2 separate regions of the Sus scrofa genome follow, and region 2 is linked to region 1. Evidence: chromatin contacts called from public HiChIP or PLAC-seq data. All regions are on one chromosome and are shown on one strand. Each heading gives the region's core, a stretch centred on a gene start, on an enhancer-like site or on the middle of the called end of the contact. The rest is flanking DNA. Distances are from core to core; before and after follow the strand shown. Region 1 holds the start of SRPK1 (SRSF protein kinase 1). Region 2 overlaps SLC26A8 (testis anion transporter 1).

Evidence for each region. HiChIP or PLAC-seq counts read pairs in DNA pulled down with a chosen protein or histone mark.
Region 2: an H3K27ac HiChIP or PLAC-seq map of alveolar macrophages shows a contact between it and region 1. The contact joins the enhancer-like site here to the promoter of SRPK1 in region 1. A contact is called at or near these places in 1 of 5 promoter capture datasets (liver), 6 of 47 Hi-C or Micro-C datasets (adipocytes, blood, embryonic fibroblasts and 1 more) and 1 of 2 datasets of contacts at active chromatin or transcription factors (alveolar macrophages).

What each region holds. Positions count from the first base shown.
Region 1 is chr7:31,699,903-31,702,986 of Sscrofa11.1, forward strand. SRPK1 (SRSF protein kinase 1) reads right to left here and starts at 1,403. Exons shown (of 16, transcript NM_001144113.1): 1 at 1,063-1,403; 2 at 474-534. The coding sequence starts at 1,075.
Region 2 is chr7:31,743,725-31,746,808 of Sscrofa11.1, forward strand. The region is part of intron 11 of SLC26A8 (testis anion transporter 1); the gene reads right to left. Among named protein-coding and RNA genes, the nearest start is that of SRPK1, 44 kb to the left of the region's middle. Within about 2 kb of position 1,572, at least 1 of the 83 cell types and tissues checked has an H3K27ac peak or open chromatin away from gene starts, as enhancers often do. A contact at or near this core is called in alveolar macrophages, where this site is marked.

The sequences.
Region 1 (3,084 bases), core at 153-2,652:
CCTCTCCTATAAAAAGCAGACCAAATTACGGAACATTCATTCACGAATTCCCTGACTGCCTAACCTCAGATGTAGCAGGCAAGTGAAGACGCTGGGAAGCAGGTGTGGAAAAGGGAGCAGAGTTCACAAGCTGATAATGATCTACCACCTCCGTGGGGAGGCCCAAATTCGGGGATCTTGGGCCTCCTCTCTGGCGTTGGGAAGGTAAATGGACAGGTCGGGCTCTGGTCCTCCCCCAAAAGCCCTTTCCTGCAGGCGTGGGGCTGCTCAGACCCAGACCTGGCCTTCAGCAACAGAAGCTCCGTTCCACATGGTTGGGGGGGGGGGCGACCCTCCTTCAGCCGCCTCGAGGCCATGTGGCTGGGGCCGCAGGGTCCCCACACCCGCTGCATGTTCAAGGCGTGAAACCGGAGGAGAAGAGGTGCCGGAGGGGGGGGGACCCAAAGAATGGGACGTTGGGGTTCGAGACTCACTTCCTTTGGGCTTTGTCCTTCTTGGCCTTGGTCCTTTTCTTTCGGGCCTGGAGCGCAAGCACTGCAGGAGAGAGGGATGGATGAAGGGCGAGTGGGGAGGAAAGGAGGCGGCCAAGGTAAGGGTGGAGACCCAGCTGGGGCTCGAGGCCCGGATGCGGGGCCTGCCTGAGGATCAGCTCCGGGGCGAGTGCCGCGAAGTCGGCCGGGCGGCCGCTCAGGGGGCTGGGGGCCCACCCCGCGCAGAGAAGCGTCCAGGCGAGGCGCGCCCGAGGGGGCTCGGGCCGTGTCAAGGGGCTGGCTGGCGGGGGTCGGCCTCGGTCGCCGAGGGCCGGGCCCTGGAGTGGCCGCGAGGCGTGGGCCGGCGGGGCAAGGAACAAGGGGCGATGCCTGCCGGCGCGGAAGGACGCCCGGGCTGAGGGGCGCGGACCCGCAGCCCAAAGGCGGGGGTTGCGGGGCGGCGCCACCTCGGCGGAGGACCGCCGCACACCCGGGGACCGGACGGCGGCGGTTAGGCCAAATTCCCGGCGTTGACCCGGGCCTCGCCCCGGCGGCCGCTGCCCCTCGTGGCGGAGGCCGCTCCACCGCTCACCTTTCCGCTCCATGGCGAGACCGGTAACCGCCAGGCGCCTGCGCACTGGAGTGGCGGTGACTCCCGCTCCCGCCGCGGCCCCAAACCAAGCCCGCGCACACCCCGCCCCCCAGTTCCCGCCCCGCCCCCGCCCACGACGGCGCGCGCCTGCGCGTTGAGCGCGGAGCCTACCACCTGCTCCCGAGACGGGGGGGGGGGCGTAGAGAATAGGGGAGGAAGGGGAGGAAAGAACGCCTCGGGTGAATGTTCCCGGGGTGTTTGAGAACCAAACTTGGAAGCTTGGGAAGATCAGCTTTGTTCTATTTTCGAGCGGTTGCTTCTGAGGAATGGCGAAGAGCGTGGCCATTGAGGGTTCCCTGCGTGCTGAGTCAGAGCTCCGCAGCCAACTGTAAACTGCCTCCGTTTCCTGGTCTGTAAAATGGAATAGTCCCAGGTGTGTCCTAGTTAGTCCAGAGAGTTCTTCTGAGGGCCAAATGAGATACTATATTAAGAAAATGGGTGTATATGTACATGTATGGCTGATTCACTTTGCTGTACACCTGAAACTAACACAGCATTGTAAGTCGCCTATACACCAATAAAATTTATTAAAAAAATTTTTTTGGAGTTCCCGAGGTGGCTCAGTGGTTAAGGAATCCGCCTAGGAACCATGAGCTTTCGGTTAGATCCATGACCTTGCTCAGTGGGTTAAGGATCCGGCGTTGCCCTGAACTGTGGTGTAGGTCGCAGATGCGGCTGGGATCTGGCGTTGCTGTGGCTGTGGCGTAGGCTGGCGGCTACAGTTCCTATCCCTAGCCTGGGAACCTCCATATGCCGTGGGTGTGGCCCTAGAAAAGACGGGAAAAAAAATGGGAGAAAGAAAAGGAAGTGGGAGCAACACACAAAAAAAGACTGGAAGGAACCTGTGATGTTATCGTATCAAAAAAAAAAAAGTCGAAAAGTGAGTTTTCTTTTAAAATTTCAGGTTTAAATGAAGGTATTAAAGGAAGCGGGAGAATAAAAACTTATAGTGTTTTCTTAATTTAGCACTTCATCATCTTTCCACAGATAAATGCACTTGTCTTTTTTTAAAGAATATTTTTATACTTTTCTAAGTGCATTATCTTTGATAATACATTTGATGTTCATGACAGCTTAAAGGCAAGATAGTTATTACTTCCACTGTAGAAACAAAAACTTGGAGGCGATATGTACTCAGAATTTTGGTGTCCTGAAGCATTGATTGAATTATCAAATCCTTGTTGTAAAGTAGTATTAACAAAGTTTTTCTGTAAGGGGCCATATAGTAAATATTAAAGCTTGTGGGTCGTAAAGTTTCTTAGCAATTCAGCTCTGCAAGTGGAACTCAGAAGCTGTCAGTGTTCTCCGAATACCTTATTTATTATCCTTGAAATTTGAATTTCATGTAATTTTCATGAATCATCAACTATTCTTCTGTTGATCTTTTTTTTTTTTTTTTTTTTTTGCATTTCTTGAGCCGCTCCCGCGGCATATGGAGGTTCCCAGGCTAGGGGTCAAACAGGAGCTGTAGCCACCAGCCTATGCCAGAGCCACAGCAACGCAGGATCTGAGCCGCGTCTGCAACCTACACCACAGCTCATGGCAACGCCGGATCGTTAATCCACTGAGCAAGGGCAGGGACCGAACCCGCAACCTCATGGTTCCTAGTCGGATTCGTTAACCACTGCGCCACGACGGGAACTCCTCTTCTGTTGATCTTTTTTCCTCTATTTCAACCATCCTTGGCTCAGGCCTTAGTTTGCCAACCCCTTTGTAAAGCTCAGCAGACCTTTGCCCTTAAAGACTCTAGTGGGGAAGACAAACAAGTAATTAATTGAGAAAGGAAGATGAAAGTACAATAGTGTCTCGTAAGTCAAGCATGGGGTCTTGGGTGGGATTTTATTGCCCTAAGCAGATCATTACACCCACCAGGGAGGAGGCATCTTTAGAGTTGGATCTTGGGAAATGCGTAGGATTTCCAAAGGTGGAGAAGTTGTCAGGCATTCCTGAATGAGAAAATCA
Region 2 (3,084 bases), core at 322-2,821, 44 kb after region 1:
CCATCACTTTTCCAAGCTTTCTTGAACAAAGACTGACTGTACCTTCTCTCTCTCTCTCTTTTTTTTTTTTTTGGTTTTTTGGTTTTTTGTTTTTTAGGGCAGCACCTGCAGCATATGGAAGTTCCCAGGCTAGAGGTCAAATCGGAGCTGTAGCTGCCAGCTTACACCACAGCCACGACAACGCAGGATCCAAGCCATGTCTGCGACCTACACCACAGCTCACAGCAATGCCAAATCCTTACCCACTGAGTGAGGCCAGGGATCGAACCTGCATCCTCATGGATCCTAGTCGGGTTGGTTAACCGCTATGACTCTACCTTCTTTCTGGGGGTTCAGGGCAATGTGAGTTCCTGTAAACCACAGGCACTGTCAACATGCAGACTCTCAGACACCAACTGCTCCACAAGTAGTGGAGAGTAGATAACCAAGCACCAGCAGGGGCACTAGGAACCTGGGTAGAAGCTCTGATTTTTGAACATCTTAAGTGACAGGCACTATGATGGGCCCTATTATCATCCAGTTTAATTCTCACAACTGAAAGGTTATCCTGTGGCACAGCAGGTTTTAAGGATTAGGTGTTGTCTCTGCAGCAGCTTGGGTTGCTGCTGAGGCACAGACTCAATCACCAGCCTGGCGAAGTGGGTTAAAGATCTGCCATTGCTGTGGCATAGGTCACAGCTGCAGCTCAGATTCAATCCCTAGCCTGGGAACTTCCATATGCCACAGGTGTGGCCAAAAAAAAGAGGTTATCCTTATACCCATTTTACAGATGAGTACTAGAGCCTCAGAAAGTGAAAGTAACCTGCTCAAGGTCACATCTAGGAACCACTGAGTCAGGTTTAAATCCACTTGACTGGTTGACTCCAAAATCCAGGCTCTCTCTACTGCCCTATCTACTTCCTTTAAAAAGAACACAACTCATTTCTTTCTTTTAGTTTTTATTTTTTGGGCCATGCCAGGCCGGAAATCGAACATTCCCAGGGCGGAAATCGAACTGCGCCACAGCAGTGATCTGAGGCATGGCAGTGACAACACCAGATCTTTAACCTGCTGAGCTACCAGGGAACTCCTCTTTCTTTTATAATTTATTTATTCTCTTTTCTTTCCTATTTATTTATTTATGTCTTTTTAGGGCCATGCCTGCAGCTAGGGGTCCAATCACAGCTGTAGCCACCAGCCTACACCTCAGTCACAGTAATGCAGGATTCAAGCCGAGTCTTTGACCTTCACTACAGCTCATGACACCGCTGGATTGTTAACCCACTGAGTGAGGCCAGGGATTGAACCCGCATCCTCATGGATGCTAGTCAGGTTAGTTAACCACTGAGTGACAATGGGAACTCCTCTCTCTCTGTCTTTTTTTTTTTTTTTTTTTTTAATAATAACTTGTTTTGGGAGTTCCCGTCGTGGGAAATAGCAAAAGAAATAGCAAAAAGACCAAAAAAAAAAAAAATTACAATAATAATAACTCGTTTTGTTTTGTTTTGTTTTGATGGCTGCACCCATGGCATATGGAAGTTCCCAGGCTAGGGGTCAAACAAGAATTGCAGCTCCAGAGCTACACCACAGTCACAGCAACACCAGATCTGAGTCATATCTGTGACCTATGCCACAGCTTGTGGCAATGCCGTATCCTTAACCCACTGAATGAAGCCAGGGGAACTCCCAACCTTGTGTATCTTTTCTCCCCAGATTTGTCAAGCTTATATACTAAATAAAGTATGTTGTCAAAAGTTAGTGGGAACTAGTGTCTGGAATAGTTCTTATCACATTTCTTCTTACCACAAAAATCACATTTTGATTTCAGAGTTTCTTCACACTTGCATAGAACATCTTTCTTTTAATATAGCTCATCTTCCTTCTTTTTGCCACATAGTACAAAAGAGCTACATCTTAAAAGTCAAAGAGTGTCTGGCAGAAGCTCTATGACAACAAAACTCAGTTCACATAAAATGATACGATATGGTCTTACTCTAGACCCATGGTCTTACTCTAGACCCATGCTCTCACCCTGCCTAATATTCTGACCTCTATTAGCTCTCGCCTAATGTATTTCACTTATATTTACCCAGGAGTTTTAACACCTTATCTTTCCGTATTCAAGTTTTTGTTTGTTTGTTTTTTAAGGGCCATCCTAGAAGTATATGAAGTTCCCAGGCCAGGGGGCGACATCAGAGCTGTAGCTGCTGGCCTACACCACAGCCACAGCAACTCCAGATCCTATCTACACTGCAGCTCACGGCAACACCGGATCCTTAACCTACTGAGCAGTCATTACTGCTGAGCCAAGATGGGAACGCCTCAAGTTTTTTTTACACATTTTCTAAAATTTTCTTTTTCATCATGGTCTATCCCAGGAGATTGGATATAGTTCCCTGTGCTATATAGCAGGACCTCACTGCTTATTCATTCTAAATGTAATAGTTTGCATCTACTAACCCCAAACTCCCAGTCCCTCCCAGTCCCTCCTCCCTCCCTTCTTCATTCAAGTTTAGTGTCCATTCTTCTGACACTTTACTGTTTTTTTGTTTGTTTGTTTGTTTTGCTGCACCCATTGGCCAGGGATCAAGCTAGAGCCACAGCAGTGGCAATGCTGGATCCTTAACCTCTAGGCCCCCAGGGAATTCCATGACACTTTACTTTCCATGTTTTTTGTTTGTTCGTTTTGTCTTTTGTCCTTTTAGGGCCGCACCTGAGGCATATAGAGGTTTCTAGGCTAGGGGTCTAACTGGAGCTGTTGCTGCCAGCCACAGCCACGACCACAGCATTGCCAGATCTGAGCCACGTCTGCGACCTACACCACAGCTCAGGGCAATGCCAGATCCTTAGCCCACTGAGCAAGGCCAGATATTGAACCCAAAACCTCATGGTTCCTAGTTAGATTCGTTTCCGCTGCACCATAACGGGAACTCTTACTTTCTGTTTTTGATTTTTTTTTTTTTAATTTTGCTTTTTAGGGCTGAACCTGGAGCATATGGAAGTTCCCAGGCTAGGGGTCGATTCAGAGCTACAGATGCCGGCCTACACCACAGCCACAGCAATACCAGATCCAAGCTGCATCTGCAAGCTACACCACAGCTAAGG